Linked DNA regions of Triticum aestivum: all the other regions are linked to region 3. Evidence: chromatin contacts called from public Hi-C data. All regions are on one chromosome and are shown on one strand. The core of a region is the stretch at or near the end of the contact, and the rest is flanking DNA. Distances in the headings are between cores, read along the strand shown.

What was found. Hi-C and Micro-C count contacts between places; a contact is called where the count stands out from the background.
Region 1: a contact with region 3 is called in a Hi-C map of leaf, with 3 times the contacts expected there. The contact joins the promoter of LOC123093607 here to the promoter of CAT1 in region 3. A contact is called at or near these places in 2 of 5 Hi-C or Micro-C datasets (both in leaf).
Region 2: a contact with region 3 is called in a Hi-C map of leaf, with 4 times the contacts expected there. The contact joins the enhancer-like site here to the promoter of CAT1 in region 3. A contact is called at or near these places in 2 of 5 Hi-C or Micro-C datasets (both in leaf).

The regions. Positions count from the first base shown.
Region 1 is chr4B:616,146,099-616,150,493 of IWGSC CS RefSeq v2.1, forward strand. It overlaps LOC123093607 (sorcin), which reads left to right and starts at 2,306. Exons shown (of 10, transcript XM_044515600.1): 1 at 2,306-2,498; 2 at 2,588-2,646; 3 at 2,768-2,808; 4 at 2,925-2,956; 5 at 3,220-3,248; 6 at 3,421-3,457; 7 at 3,559-3,615; 8 at 4,233-4,309. The coding sequence starts at 2,415. It overlaps LOC123093606 (poly(A) polymerase I), which reads left to right. Exons shown (of 14, transcript XM_044515598.1): 13 at 1-270; 14 at 778-1,476. The coding sequence ends at 1,077.
Region 2 is chr4B:615,509,993-615,515,101 of IWGSC CS RefSeq v2.1, forward strand. No RefSeq gene overlaps it. Among protein-coding and RNA genes, the nearest start is that of LOC123089410, 88 kb to the right of the region's middle. Within about 2 kb of position 2,184, at least 5 of the 8 cell types and tissues checked have an H3K27ac peak or open chromatin away from gene starts, as enhancers often do. A contact at or near this core is called in leaf, where this site is marked.
Region 3 is chr4B:615,853,250-615,857,724 of IWGSC CS RefSeq v2.1, forward strand. It overlaps CAT1 (catalase-1-like), which reads right to left and starts at 1,262. Exons shown (of 6, transcript NM_001405704.1): 1 at 984-1,262; 2 at 785-881. The coding sequence starts at 998.

The DNA of each region.
Region 1 (4,395 bases), core at 1,056-3,555, 290 kb after region 3:
CAAGATGCCCAGGTAATCAAGGCTTTTGCTGCACTGATGCATTTTGGAACATGGGACAGCGCCATCGAGTTCCTGAACGAAGATGTTGGAGCACCAGTTACATATGTCCCAGAAGCTTTTGGGCCTTCTGGGGCCAAAGTGGATAATCTTATGGAACGGACATCACATCTAGCGTCACTAGTGAAATCTTCGGTTGATACGTTGACATGTTTAAATACTCTCAAACAATCAGTGGTCAGATATCCGGGGGCATCACAATTTTCAGGACTTGTAAGTACCGCTTTAGCATATCGTAATTCCCAACCGTGCATCTTCACACCAGCAGTTCTTACATTTTTATTGAATTTTCTGTTTTCCTGTTCTGGGAGCAACTTAAGTTATTTTCCTGTTTCCAGGCTGAATCAGCAGTGCGTTTTGTGAAGCGCTTTTTAATTGCATCTTTAATCTTTAAATAGTTTTTTAGATTGTTTCTATGCTCTCAAATATTGGTATCAGTTTATTATCACTTCCACACGTTTCTGTTTTACTGGGCAAATAGAAAAAGAAAACAGTGGTTGGGGCTCTTATTGATGTCACTTGAATCAATATTGCCTAGCCATTTAAGTTAGCACACAATACACTGATGAATCACTGCCAATTTTAACAAGAGAATATGCACGGATGTAGCAGAACAGTCGCTATATAGTTTAGTTAAATTGCTAATTGCCTCGTATATTTGTTCTCAAGTCAGTCGATAATCATCATGCATACTAAGATTTCTCGTGGGTCTGTTCCCAGGTTTTTGTATCAGTCAGGGAGAAGGGCAGAGTGTTGGGGATATTTAACGGCCTTGATTCTGACCTAACTTCATATGACGAGAGAAGAGGGATGCATGGGATTGACTATAAGTTGCTGGAAGACGGAGTTACTGCCGAGGTCCGATTTGTTCTCGGAAAAGTGATCATGGACACCATGAGTGCTGAGTCACCGTGTGCATCCACCGATGATGCTGCTGCTTTGCCAAGGCCAGCGGCGGATGTTACTGATGCAAACCATTGTCTACTGTCCACGTTATTTCATAGTGGTGAATCGGACTGAAGTAGCAACACCCCATCTGTTTTAATCAATGTTGGTAAGCACATTGAAGCCCTCAGATTTGATGGCGTGAAGTTCAGGATGGCCAATACGAACACAATGCTAAGATTATGTCGGTCACTGAACTTACCTTGGGAGGATGCCCTCCTGGTTGTGCAGAAGATCAAGCGTAGGCTGTAGACAAGATACATGTAAGGTTTATCTTGTTCAATTTCTTCCGTTTACTAGGCATGTAAGTGACGTGAGCTAGAGTTAGAGTGCTGTCAGCATGTGGTTGCATTTGCAAAAAATCAATAAGAAAGTGAGCTGGGCTTAGGGAAAATGGAGCTCTCCGTTTTTATCAATTGCTTCTATGTTCATGCAAAAAATGAAAGGAGAGGCAATCTACTGCTTCAATTGTGATGATTGTTGTGTTCTTAGGGCAAATTATGCTTCTCAGCGAAGTAAAATGCTACTCCCTCCGTTTCGAATCATAAGATGTTCTAACTATTTTCTGAATCAGATTTATATAGACGCTTTTTAGTGTGTTTGTCCAATTTGAAGTGTCCAAAACATCTTCAATTGCGGGGAATTCCATTGGTTACTTTTGCCTAAGATACGTTTCGACTATTTGCATGGATTTTAATAAACAGATAAAGGGTAAATGTTGAAGAGGTGCAGGTAATAAATAGGAGGAAAAAAGAGAAGACAAGAAAACCGAAAATATCAAGTACCTAAACTGTTTAGATAAGAAAGCTTAGGATGGCACTTCAACAATTTAGTTCCTGCGATAGTTTTGGACGTGCAAATTCCGTTTCAATAAATTTGGTAATATTATCTGGTGAACGTCAGCTGGGAAAGGGGTGGCAAGCGAACATCTTTTTCTACAGTTTTAGTTGAAAAGCGAGATCAAACTGTGTCAGTCCTAGAAAGAAAATGCCCTTCTCTAGAAAAACTGTCATGCTGTTCGGAAGAAACTGCCACCCCTCATACAACTAAAACTACCATCAAGATGTTCACAAATGCCAACTCCTCCCAGCGAACGTTCGCTGGCCAAGAGGGTCCATAAATTTACGGAATGATAAATTTCGAACGTTTGGATTTTAAGCATGTCACACCAAACGTTTTTTTTATGACAACTTTAGTTGAAGCGAGGTTGACAAACGTAGCAATTTTTGACAAAAAATAAACTAGGACAAAATTTATTATGGCCCTCCCCGGAGGCTGCGAAAATACATATACGTGTATGCGGATTCCGTATTCTAGCCTCGAAGGCGGAAGTTCTCGAAGACGTAAACCTGCCAGCTCCCTCCCCAACCCCTGGAAACGCTCTGGTAGTCTCCGCCGCGGGAGAGGCGGAGATGGAGAACGCGGTGGTGCTCCGGGAGTGGTTCGACCGCGTCGACGCCGCCGGCACCGGCAACATCACGGCTCCTCAGCTCCAGGTTCTCCCTATCCCCTCACGCCCCCTGCTCGTAAGCGCCTGCGACCAGAATTCGACCACTAACGCGCGAATCCGCTCTCCTCCCGCCAGAGCGCGCTGGCCGTGGGCAACCTCGACTTCCCCCTCTCCGTCGTGCAGCAGATGATCAGGTGGTTCTCCTCCTCTGGCCGCCGGGGCTTTCGCCTTGCGCGCTCTGCCTAATTTATCTGATGACTCGAGCTCATTTGGGGATTGGAAGGGTCAATGATGATATCTGTACTGTATGTGCAGGATGTACGACTTTGATCGGAACGGCACCATGAGCTTCGAAGGTTAGCCGCTCCTATTCTGCATGAAAGTTGACCATTGACTCCATGCCGATGCCGTGATCACTTGGAAAGATGATTTGATTTTGACCTCGCTTGCTGTATCCCTTTGTATTTTGCAGAGTTCTTGGCTCTTAACAAGTTCCTTCAGAAGGTATGTGGGGTCTCTGTTTCGATCTGTCATTTGTCTTTCCTTTTAAAAAAACCGATAGTCTTGTGGCCGTGGTATTTGAAGTTTGTAAAAAACTGGATTGTTAAGTAAATTGGCCCGGTACTCTGTACTGAAGTTACACTATATGGTATGGTGCGCTACACTACATTTCGGAGGAGTGAGCTTCATTGTAATGCATTCTTAATAATTCCATGCTTCCTGTTTGACTTGATTGTTTATATGCCCTACTCCTTTTCAATTTGCAGGTGCAGACTGTTTTCTCCTCCCTAGAAAGGTATCCTGTTTCATGAGTTTTCAGCCATGTGCGACATTCCTAAATTGTTCAAGTGCCACTCTAAACTTTGTTACAGTTTGTATTTTTCTTGAGTTTAGGTGTTCAGTGTGTTTGTGCGTGTGTTTTGAGAAATCATTCTTGTCTACTTTTCTTATCCTCTCCTTAATTCCAGGGGCCGTGGATTTCTCAGCCTTGAGGATGTGTATGAGGTGATATGTTAATTTCTCTAGTTTTGATATGTACTGTCAACTGTGTCCCATATGAGCAACATTACATGATTTTGTTTTAATTCCCTCCATGTTCTATGCAGGCGTTAATCAAACTCGGTTTCTCTTTGGATTCACCTGCCTTTTACACTGTCTGTGAGGTACTTCACTTTCATTGCTACTGCATGGTTGATCCTAGGATTATTCATGTCTAGCTTTAGAGAGTTCACAGGCTCTGCTAAAAGGCATCATGAGCTTGTGAGGAACTATTGCAGTGATACTGCATTTGAAGGGTGAACCTGTCCAAATTTCAAACTTAAGATGAGGAATTTATTTATCCTAAGCTGTCTTTCTTGCAAATTGGAGCATCTAGGTGTAAAACTAGTGTTCGTCAATCGCCCACCGTTGCTGTTAAGAAAACTAGTGTTGGTCGGTGAAGTACTAAGATGAGTTATTTGACCATGGGTTTTCCTATTTGAGCTTGAAATGGGTCATGCAACTGAGAAAGTGCAGGTGGAAACTGAAGTCAACAACGAATATAAAATGAAGAATATGCAGTATATCCCCATAAAAAAAAGGAATTTGCAGTATGACAGAACTTGAGAAAATGTTCCTTTAGCATTCTTTTCTTCATTCATCCGACCATATCCATTTCCTACTTACGCAGCCTAGAGCCCTTGGCTAGTACTAGTAACGAAGTAAGTACCTGTAGCTGCATTTGTGCTTCTTATTCTTTACTTCATTTTGTTTCGCTAATTTCATACTTGTCCATTCTCAGAGCTTCGACAAGAGCAAGAAAGGGATGGTTCGTTTGGATGAGTTCATATCGATCTGCATCTTTGTGCAGTCAGCTCGGTATGCACAGCATGGTTCCGACGTGCATTTCAATGTTTCACAGTACACAGCTGTTGGACATCTTCTGCTTTGCAACTAAAACCTAA
Region 2 (5,109 bases), core at 934-3,433, 340 kb before region 3:
TACAAAGACCATTTAGAAGGACCATATCCTAGTTCTCAAAACATTACATCAGACTAAAACTGAATTTAAAATAGTTTAGAACTCGCCTTTTAATTGAACTTAAACTACACATAAATAACATAGCACAAAAAACACTTCTTCACTACCTAGAGCTACGACATCTCCAGGTCCGTGCCGTCAACCCTCCCACGCCAACACACGAACTCGTGCTCACGAACGAGGCATTTACCTTCAGTAGGGAGGTATGCATCCGACAAATCTTTGGTCATCAGCTCACCATGGTCAACCAAAGTTGTTAGATTGATGATGATAGTGTGCTTCAGGGTATGCCTAGACATCAGTGTTGTTGGAGGGGGTGGTGACTCGCATTTGTCATTGTTGCAAGATGGTTTGCTCCACGTCTACATCTTGGGCTTGGTGGCATCCAGCTCCAGAACCTTGGGAACCTTACACGGATTGTGGAACAACATGTCAATGACCAGATCGTGCTTTTTTCCTCTCAACACAATCTCGATGAGCTCACTGCCTAGTTTGGTTAGGACACCGTTGACGCCTTCGGCTCTCGCGCCTCGTCGGTCAGCCCTTTGAAGCTAACCATGGTCTTGTATTCTGGCGAGCCGGGCGTTGCACGCACTCGCATTGGTGACTCTGGGACACGTGTGCAAGTCGTGCCATCAATGAAGGTGAGCCATTGATCGTGAGGAGGGGTGGCTAACTTAATGCTCACCTGCGATAGTGTGACACATGTGTTCTTCTCCAGGATGTCTAGCAGGGCAGCGGGCGTTGTCAGAGTGTGTACTCAGGACACCAAGGTTCAAGGATACCCCGTATTTGTGAGTTCGGCCATGGGCTAAAACACTTTGTCAAATCACAACCCAAAGATCATGCACGGGCAAAGGGATTTTTATGTAGGTTTAGGCCATCATATGAGCCTAAATCCCTACTTCTATAGGTATTGATATGAATTGGAGGAGTCCAAGTGCTTTTGTGTTATAATGAAGGTGGTTGGGGTGCGAGCAGTGGTGGTCGGGGTCTAGGTAAAGTGCTCGAACACTTCACATGGCCTCACAACGCTTTTCTTTTCACCGGTATTCTCCGTACGCCCCTCGCCCTTCTTCCTCCGTTCATTAATCTCCACTACCACCCAGAGTAATGTCGACATACCTTCCTCCTTCCATGATGATGCCTGGTCCTTCTCTTCTCCTGCCTCCCCAGCCTATGATTTGTTCTGCCTCGCCGATGATAGCTGGCCGCCCTATGACCCAGGCTTATCTCCTTCGGCATTGGCACCTCTGACAGAGTTGCGACCTTATCTAGAGAAGAAGGAATAGAGGAAAGAGAGGAAGTGCCAAGAGAAGGAGGAGGCAATGACCTTCTTTCACATACAAAAAAAAGAAGCTCTAGATCGATGAGACCAATGCTCGGACAAGAACAACGAGATGAAGCTCGCGCTAATCTTGAAGGAAGTGGAGATCATGACGGTGAACTTGAACAAGAGTCTTAAAGAAAGAGCTTGGTTCGAGAGAAAGCAAAAGGAGATGCTCGAGCTAGCGTGATCATCTTATGTTTGTCCAATGCATGAACTATGGACGAGACACAATTCTTTTGTGTGCCGGCATGAATTCTAAACCATGGCCGGTGTTGCAGATTATTTGTATGCAGGCCGACATGAATCTTAGCTTTATTTGTCCAATCTAAATAGCTATGTATGGTGATGCAAAATATATTTGTTGGAAAAACTCTGGCTACATGGAGCAAATAGGTCAGCCTGTTAGGCGCACTGGCGAGATTTGCGCAAACAAGGGCGGATGCCACGCCTACAACCGATTCAGACGGACAAAAAACGGACCAAATTCGCGTCCGTTTGCGTCGGCCGTTGGAGATGCTCTAAGACGAAAGAGTATGATGGCCACCATTGGAAAACCGCGACCGTACAAACCTGGCCTCGTGCAAGTTTCTGAAAATAGAAACCTTGATAAATCATTGGAGGTCCATCGATCTAACTAAAATCACATCAAAATGTGTAGCTAGCTAGATACTCCTATAAGTAACCACCAACGTCAACAAATGTACGGCAATCAACTCTTGGGGTCCACCTCTCTCCGTCCAGCCAGGTGTCACAGTCACACTCCTCCGGTCCTCCCCCCACGTGGCCACGGACAAACCCATCTGCCTCCACTTGCCCATCTTGCGTGCGCAATAATCAGGTCCACAGGGGCACAGTACCTCGCGTGTGCCGACATCCATGGGACACATACAACAGTCGGTATCGGTAGATCATTTTGACAATATGTGCAACAGTCGGTATAAAGGGACACATACAACAGTAGACATGATCATTTTGACCACCGGAACACCAGTACGAGGCTAGCACGTTTTAGTCATTACGGAGTATATAATTTTCTATGCATTGCAACGAGATTTAATATTCTAGTACATTAACCCGTGATTTACTTGTTCATATTAGTGTGATTGTGCATTTATCACAACATGGCGGTGATTTACATATCTAAATGAATTTGAGGATCTTAACATAATTGCCTATGAAATAAAATAAAATTTTATTTGGCAAGTCAATAAGAGACGAGACAGTTAAAGCAGTTTTCAAGCAAAATGGTGAAAACACAAGAGGTGGGAGAGGAAAATCAAAACGAAGAGAATGAAGGGGAGGGGGCTTACTTTAAGTCGGAGGAAGGACACGGTGAAGGGGAGGGGGCTTACTTTAAGCCTTACATTTCATTTTAGGTAGGCGAGATTTGCAACTAGTCCACCCCCTCGTATATGGCTAGCTACCAGTAAAAATATCAACTCGAGCGCAGTTGCAGCTCAACTATTGAATGTGATAATAAGATGACATAGGTGAACATAATATCATTAGCATTGTTATGACAAATATTCATGCCAAAAGCATAGCTACATGTGTTGTTTTTTTAGAACGAAGGCTCACGACGAGCCCGGCTTTGAATTAACAAAGCCATCAACCGGCCAGAATTACAGCAACAACCCACTTACAGGAGCAGAAAAAGAAAAAACAGCTAAGAGATACAAGGTGCTCTGCAACAGCTAGCTAGCTTCACGCAACCTACAAGCAAAGATGAAGAAAAACTAAAGCCCAGGAGCAGCTTGAAGAGAGTGAAGCCCTCCATCGATCGCAATCCATCGCTCAGTGACACCAGGGAGGCCTTGAGAAGACACAACTTGCAGATTGGAAGAAACACGTTGTCAGCTCCATGGGCTGCGGCCAAAACGGATACACCCTTCTCCATCTCCGAAAGGGGCTCCCTGCCCCCTCGCCTGGCTCGAGGCGCCGATCCGTCGGAATATGGAAACACTCTCCCTAGAGCTAGGGTGATTAACCGCCACCGAAGCCACCGGGAAGACCAAACCAGAGCGCCGCCAACATGCAGCGCCGGGCTCAACAAGGAGAACCTTGGCACTGAGAGGAACTGCACACGAGGAGAAGCAAATGCACGGCGCGAGACTGTTGATGACAAAGCTGCAATGGAGGAAGCTAAACAGCCTCCAACCACGTAGCCGCCGAACGCCTACCAATGGAGCAGACTCGCCATCGCCCCAAAACACACCCAAGGCGGCACCTTCATGAAGGAGACGGCGCCACGGGCGTCGCTGCCGCCCAATCCTGATGGATTTTGGCTTTCGCCCGGAAACGAGCAGGGGAGAAAGGCAAAAGGGGGAGGGAAGTACAAAAACGGCGCCTACATGTAGGGGACGGCGCCCGCGGGCGTCGCCGCCGTCATGGCCGGCTGAGTCGGCCTGGGTTTCTCCGGGCACTCCACCGCCCCCAGCCCCAGCTTCAAACACGGCGCCATCAGCCAGGGACGACCGAAGACCGGATCTGAGAGGGGATCTGAGCGTTGGAGGCGAAGGCGTCAGATCCGGACGGGGGCCCCCGCAGCCCGGTGTCCAGTAGCCTCCACCCGCCGCCACCTTGCCGCCCGAGCGGCCAAGGCAGCCGGCCAGCACCCGCGGCCGCCGCTGGCTGAGAACGGCGTCGCGCCACCACCCGAGGCCGCCGCCTCGGCTCCAGAGCCCCCCGCGCGTGACAGAGCAGGCAGATCCTCGCCGCCATCTTCCTCGGCGGCCGCGCGGCTTGCCGGCGACCCCCTCCGGTGGCGACGAGGTAGAGGGGAAGGGGAGGGGGCCCGGCGGTGGCTAGGGTTGGCGCCGCCCGAGTCGCCCCTGCGGGAGCGACGCGGGGGCCGGGGGGGGGAGGGGGAGAACTTGGTCCAGTCTGATGAAGTGACCAGCTACATGTGTTGTGCCATATTCTTGTTCATTTCTGTGTATTTGCGAAGAAAGGGATCATTCTTTTCCCATCTGAAAGTAACTCAGATGGCATGACTCCACCATGATGTTAGAGCGTCTACAGTCGGACTTGCCAAATCTGCCCCCACCCCCTATACGCCCGCGGGCGCGTCCGGGCGCATCCGTGGACAGCGCTGGGCGACACCTCATATGTTGCCGCACATCCACACACACCCTATTCGGAACATCAAATCCATGAAATTCATGCACATCGATCATACAATACAAATTATCCCAATTCAACAGTTCGAGACAAAGAAAAACAAAGCATAGTTCAACAAAGCAAAGCATGTCGGACATGCCAAAATGAAATCAATGTGCAAGCGTGATGGATCAGTCCTTGGCTGGCCGGATCAGTGGCCGGACGCCATCCGTGCCGCCTGCTCCGAGCCCATCCTTGCATAATACAGGTGTGGCGCGGGAGCGCGGGGGTGGGGGGGCACTGCTAGGGAAAAACTCATACACAACATCTTAGCAGTAGCGCTGTATAAAATCATGCGCTACTTCTACTTAGTAGTAGCGCGTGTAAATAAACTGCGCTACTGCTATAATTTTAGCATTAGCGCGTACTAGCAAAAAGGGCTACTGCTATGTTTGAACTAGGTGCACATGGTTAGCCCCAATTAGCAGTAGTGCGTATCGTCACCCGGTGCTAATGCTATGCTCCTTAGCTGTAGCACTTTTCTCAAACCCGCGCTACTACTAACCCAACCTTATCCTCCCCACGCGGACGACCCTCTCGTTCACTCTCGCTCTCAGTCACTCTCGCCCGCGCCGATACCC
Region 3 (4,475 bases), core at 12-2,511:
GATGTATCACCTTGTATGGTTTTTGTGAATAATTAATAATATGGCTGCATGCATCGTCCAGATGCAGAGCTCGGGGTAAAAATAATTTTTGCAGGAAAAAAGCCCAAATCACTTGAAATTGGCTTCGTCTGAACTTGCATAAACCATTTTTTTTGTTGGATGGGTTACAACTCTAGTCTGCCAAACTGCGTGTCAGGAGAAAACTCTCTTTGTAGATTTATGATCAGATTTTTAACAAATACTAGATCGGTGCTGAAGCATGGTACAATGTTTGTTTCAGAGTTTACAAAGAACAACCTACTTTACATGGGCAGATCATGCAGGGGATGGTTGTGTTGTAGTACTAATAATTACATACAGGAATTCGGTTTCAGTGTGATAGGTATTACGGCAGTCATTCACAAACATGAAGTAAGTAAGTCAGTCAGTCTTGGTAATCTTAGGCCTAGCTTAGTTCTTTGGCCCAGGCCAGGTTTGTGGCTGGGCGCTGTGAAACGGTGTTGATGTGGCTGATTTTGGCCTCGCTTGACAAAAGTTGTGGCTGGGGGAACCCCCTTAATTTCAAAGCAGAAAAAAAAAAACAGGAAGAGACTATTCACGTACTAGGATGCAAGCTCAAATTCACTGGAGGAGCGGCCAAAAATTAAGCAAGTAGTACTATAGTACCAAGTACCAAGTTTCATTTTCCGCCAGTATTAATTCTGGACGTACGTGCGTACTTTGCTTGCTACAGTAGTGTGGCCATGGGTCGTAGGAAAAGCATGGTGAGCACAGGTGTGAGTACCTCGGGATCCGACGGTGAGGGAGTTGTCGTTGTTCCAGACGGGCGCGCCGGAGTTGGTGCTCCACATCGGGGCGTTGAAGGAGCTCGACGGCCGGTACTGCGCCACACAAGCGACACGAAACTCCCATCAAAACCAAAGCCATGAACCAGCACGAGGCGCGAGTTAACAGCTGAGCAGCGGAGAGAGCAGAGCACGCACCTTGTAGGGGTCCATGGCGAACGGAGGAACGGTCGGCGGGCGGACGGCCGGCGGTGCGCTCGCGGAATGACGACTAGGCGAGCCTCGCCCCGCGGCGCCGATAGTTTTATAGCGGGAACGAGAGGACCGTAGAGATTTGTCCCCGTGCCGGATCGACGCTTCTGGGCCTTCGATCGTTCGTGGGCGTACGTGTGCTTCTGCCTGCTCCGGGGGTCGGGTGGGCGGATACGGGCCGCGCGCGCCTCATCCACACGCGCCCCGGCGGGCGCTCCCCGGCCAGAATAAAACGGGCAGTTTCCGGCGTGACCATCGGATAAACGCGGGCGGGAAATGGAACTGGGTGTGAACGGGGCGGGGGATGCGAATTTGGCAGATGCCGTTCACATGGCCCGCACGCGAGGCGACCGTGGCACGGCGGAAGAGACGCCTCTGCCTATCTATCGCGTGCAGGTGCGGCACCATCACCGTCTTGCCCCGGAGGCACTAGAGCTAAGCCAAGGGAGAGTTTGTTTGTTCGTTTCCCGCTACTAGGAGCCACCACACCTCTTCTCTTGATCTAAAGATGATTAAGAATTTACCTTTCACCTCAAATGTGTAGTGAACCGCGATGCTACACGTCGTTGGGCCCTGTACCTACCGACTGGTGTTCAATTCCTTGGCATCACGACTTGCGCGTTGTTAGAAATAGAGATAGAATCTACTGTATTGTAATCTCAACAAACTCTATCTCTCCCTCTCCCTCTCGTATCTATCTCCCCTTGTTATAACGACCGAATCATGAAACGATCGGTCCTGCCTTGTAAGCCACGACAGGGGCGATTCCTGTCCCTAATCAATATAAACCAACGCGGCTCCTCATCGAGGAGTAGGAACGCTTCCATCTAACATGGTATACAGAGCCATCCTCTTTCCATCGATCTAGCCAGAAGCTTTCTTCCTCGTTCACCCTCGCCATCGCCATGTCGTCCTCATCCACCGTCATCCTCAACCTTGGAGCCCTACCATCCGAGAAACTTACCAAAACCAACTACATCATGTGGAAGGCACAGGTCATGCCGGGCCTGCGAGGAGCGCAGGTCACCGGCCTCCTCGACGGGTCAGACGTCGCGCCACCGAAGACGGTGCAGCGAGAGCAGACGGACAAAACCGTCACCACGGAGCCCAAACCGCTGTATGCACAGTGGATATCAAAGGATCAACAGGTTCTGAGTCATCTTCTGAACTCCTTGTCAATGGAGATCCTCGCCCAGGTTGCGAGCAAGGAGACAACCTTTGATCTCTGGACTGCCATCACCACCTTGTTCTCCTCGCAGTCCCAATCCCGCATCACCAATCTGCGGATTGCCATCACCAACACAAAGAAGGGCTCCATGTCCAGCAGCGCCTACATCTCCAGGATGAAGAACCTGGGGGACGAACTCGCAGCGGCAGGACGTCCCGTCTCGGATCCAGAGATGGTGGATTATGTTCTCGCCGGCCTTGACAGAGATTATGATCCTGTTGTGGCAGCAGCTATTGGCGCAATCAAGAACCAGATCACAGTTGATGACTTGTTTGCTCAGATCGCGGCGTTCGATCAGCGAGTCGAGATGCTTGGCGATGGGCCTGACGGGGGTTTCAAAACCTCTGCAAATTTGGCGTACAGGGGGCGCGGACGCGGCTACAGCAGGGGCCGCGGGCACAGCAGCAGCAGAGGACGCGGCCGTGGCAGGCGTCCTTCCCCGACTCCATCTGGTGGCCACGGCGGCGGCAGAGGTGGTCGCGGTCGCCCACAACAACAACGACAGCAGCAAGAACATGATTATCCAGAATGTCAAATCTGCTACAAACATCATCCAGGAGGTGCTCGTGATTGTTGGCATAGGTATGATGAAGATGAACCCGAGGAGAAGAGTGCAAACATGGTCACCAACTCCTATGGCGTCGACGCGAACTGGTATGCAGATACCGGTGCTTCACATCACATCACCGGCGAGCTGGACAAGTTGACGTTTAAGGAGAAGTACCATGGACATGATCAAGTACACACCGCAAGCGGTTCTGGTATGAAAGTTGCTCATATTGGTCATTCAATCGTTAAAACCCCTAAAAAAACCTTGCATCTAAACAAAGTTCTTCATGTCCCTGAAGCCTCACAAAATCTTCTTTCCGTTCATCGATTTACCTTAGATAATCGTGTCCTTATTGAATTTTACCCTTATTTCTTTTTGGTAAAGGACTTGGACACGAGGAGAATCCTTCTTAGGGGCAAATGCGTGGGAGGTCTCTACCCACTTATATATTCGTCATCATCATCGAATAAACGAGCCTTTGTCGCTATCAAGCCTTCATCATCCAAGTGGCATAGTAGATTAGGTCGCCCTTCATCAGTCATTGTTAAATTTGTTCTTAGCAAGAATAAACTTCCTGTTTCTCATGAGATAAGTGAGTCGATTTGTGATCCATGTCAACAGGCTAAAAGCCATCAACTTCCATACCCTGTATCTACTAGCATATCTACTGCACCCTTGCAACTAGTTTTCTCAGATGTTTGGGGGCCAGCTCCTACTTCAGTCGGTAGATACTCATATTATGTAAGCTTTATTGATGATTATAGCAAGTTTACATGGATCTATCTTCTTAAGAAACGGTCTGAAGTGTTTCAAGTTTTCACAAACTTTAAAAATCTTGTTGAAAGAAAACTAGACACTAAGATCATCGCCATGCAAACCGACTGGGGAGGTGAATACAGGAAACTGAATTCATTCTTTCAGCAACTTGGTATTTCTCATCATGTTGCATGCCCCCATGCGCACCAGCAAAATGGTTCAGCAGAAAGAAAACACCGTCATGTTGTTGAAGTAGGCCTAGCTCTACTCGCAAATGCATCTATGCCACTAAAATTCTGGGATGAAGCATTCTTAACTGCCACACATCTCATCAACTTGCTCCCTAGCAAAGTCATCAATTTTGAGACTCCTATCACACGTCTTTTTGGCACTAGCCCAGATTACAAGTCTCTGCCTGTCTTTGGTTGTGCATGCTGGCCTAACCTACGGCCATATAACTCACGCAAGCTTGCTTTCCGTTCCAAACGATGTGTTTTCCTGGGATATAGTCCTATTCACAAAGGAGTAAAATGTCTAGATGTCTCTACTGGCAGAGTTTATATATCCCGTGATGTTGTTTTCGATGAGTCCATTTTCCCTTTTGCCTCTCTTCACCCTAACGCCGGAGCCATTCTTAAGAAAGAAATCCTTCTTCTTCCTCCAAACCTTCGGAATTTTGAGCAAGGGGGCGATGATTGTACTGACCAATATGACACTTCAATCAGTTCTAGTGGTGCATCTGTTCATGTGCAGGGTCATGGAGAAAACGCAGGAGAAAACGGTGCTCAAAACAATCAAGATTTGGCACAAAACGGCCCTATATTGCATGTGTTGGAGGAAGAAGAGGCAGGCGCAGACCACGAGGTAGATCCGGCGCAACCTGCGACGCCGCAGCGCCTGGCGT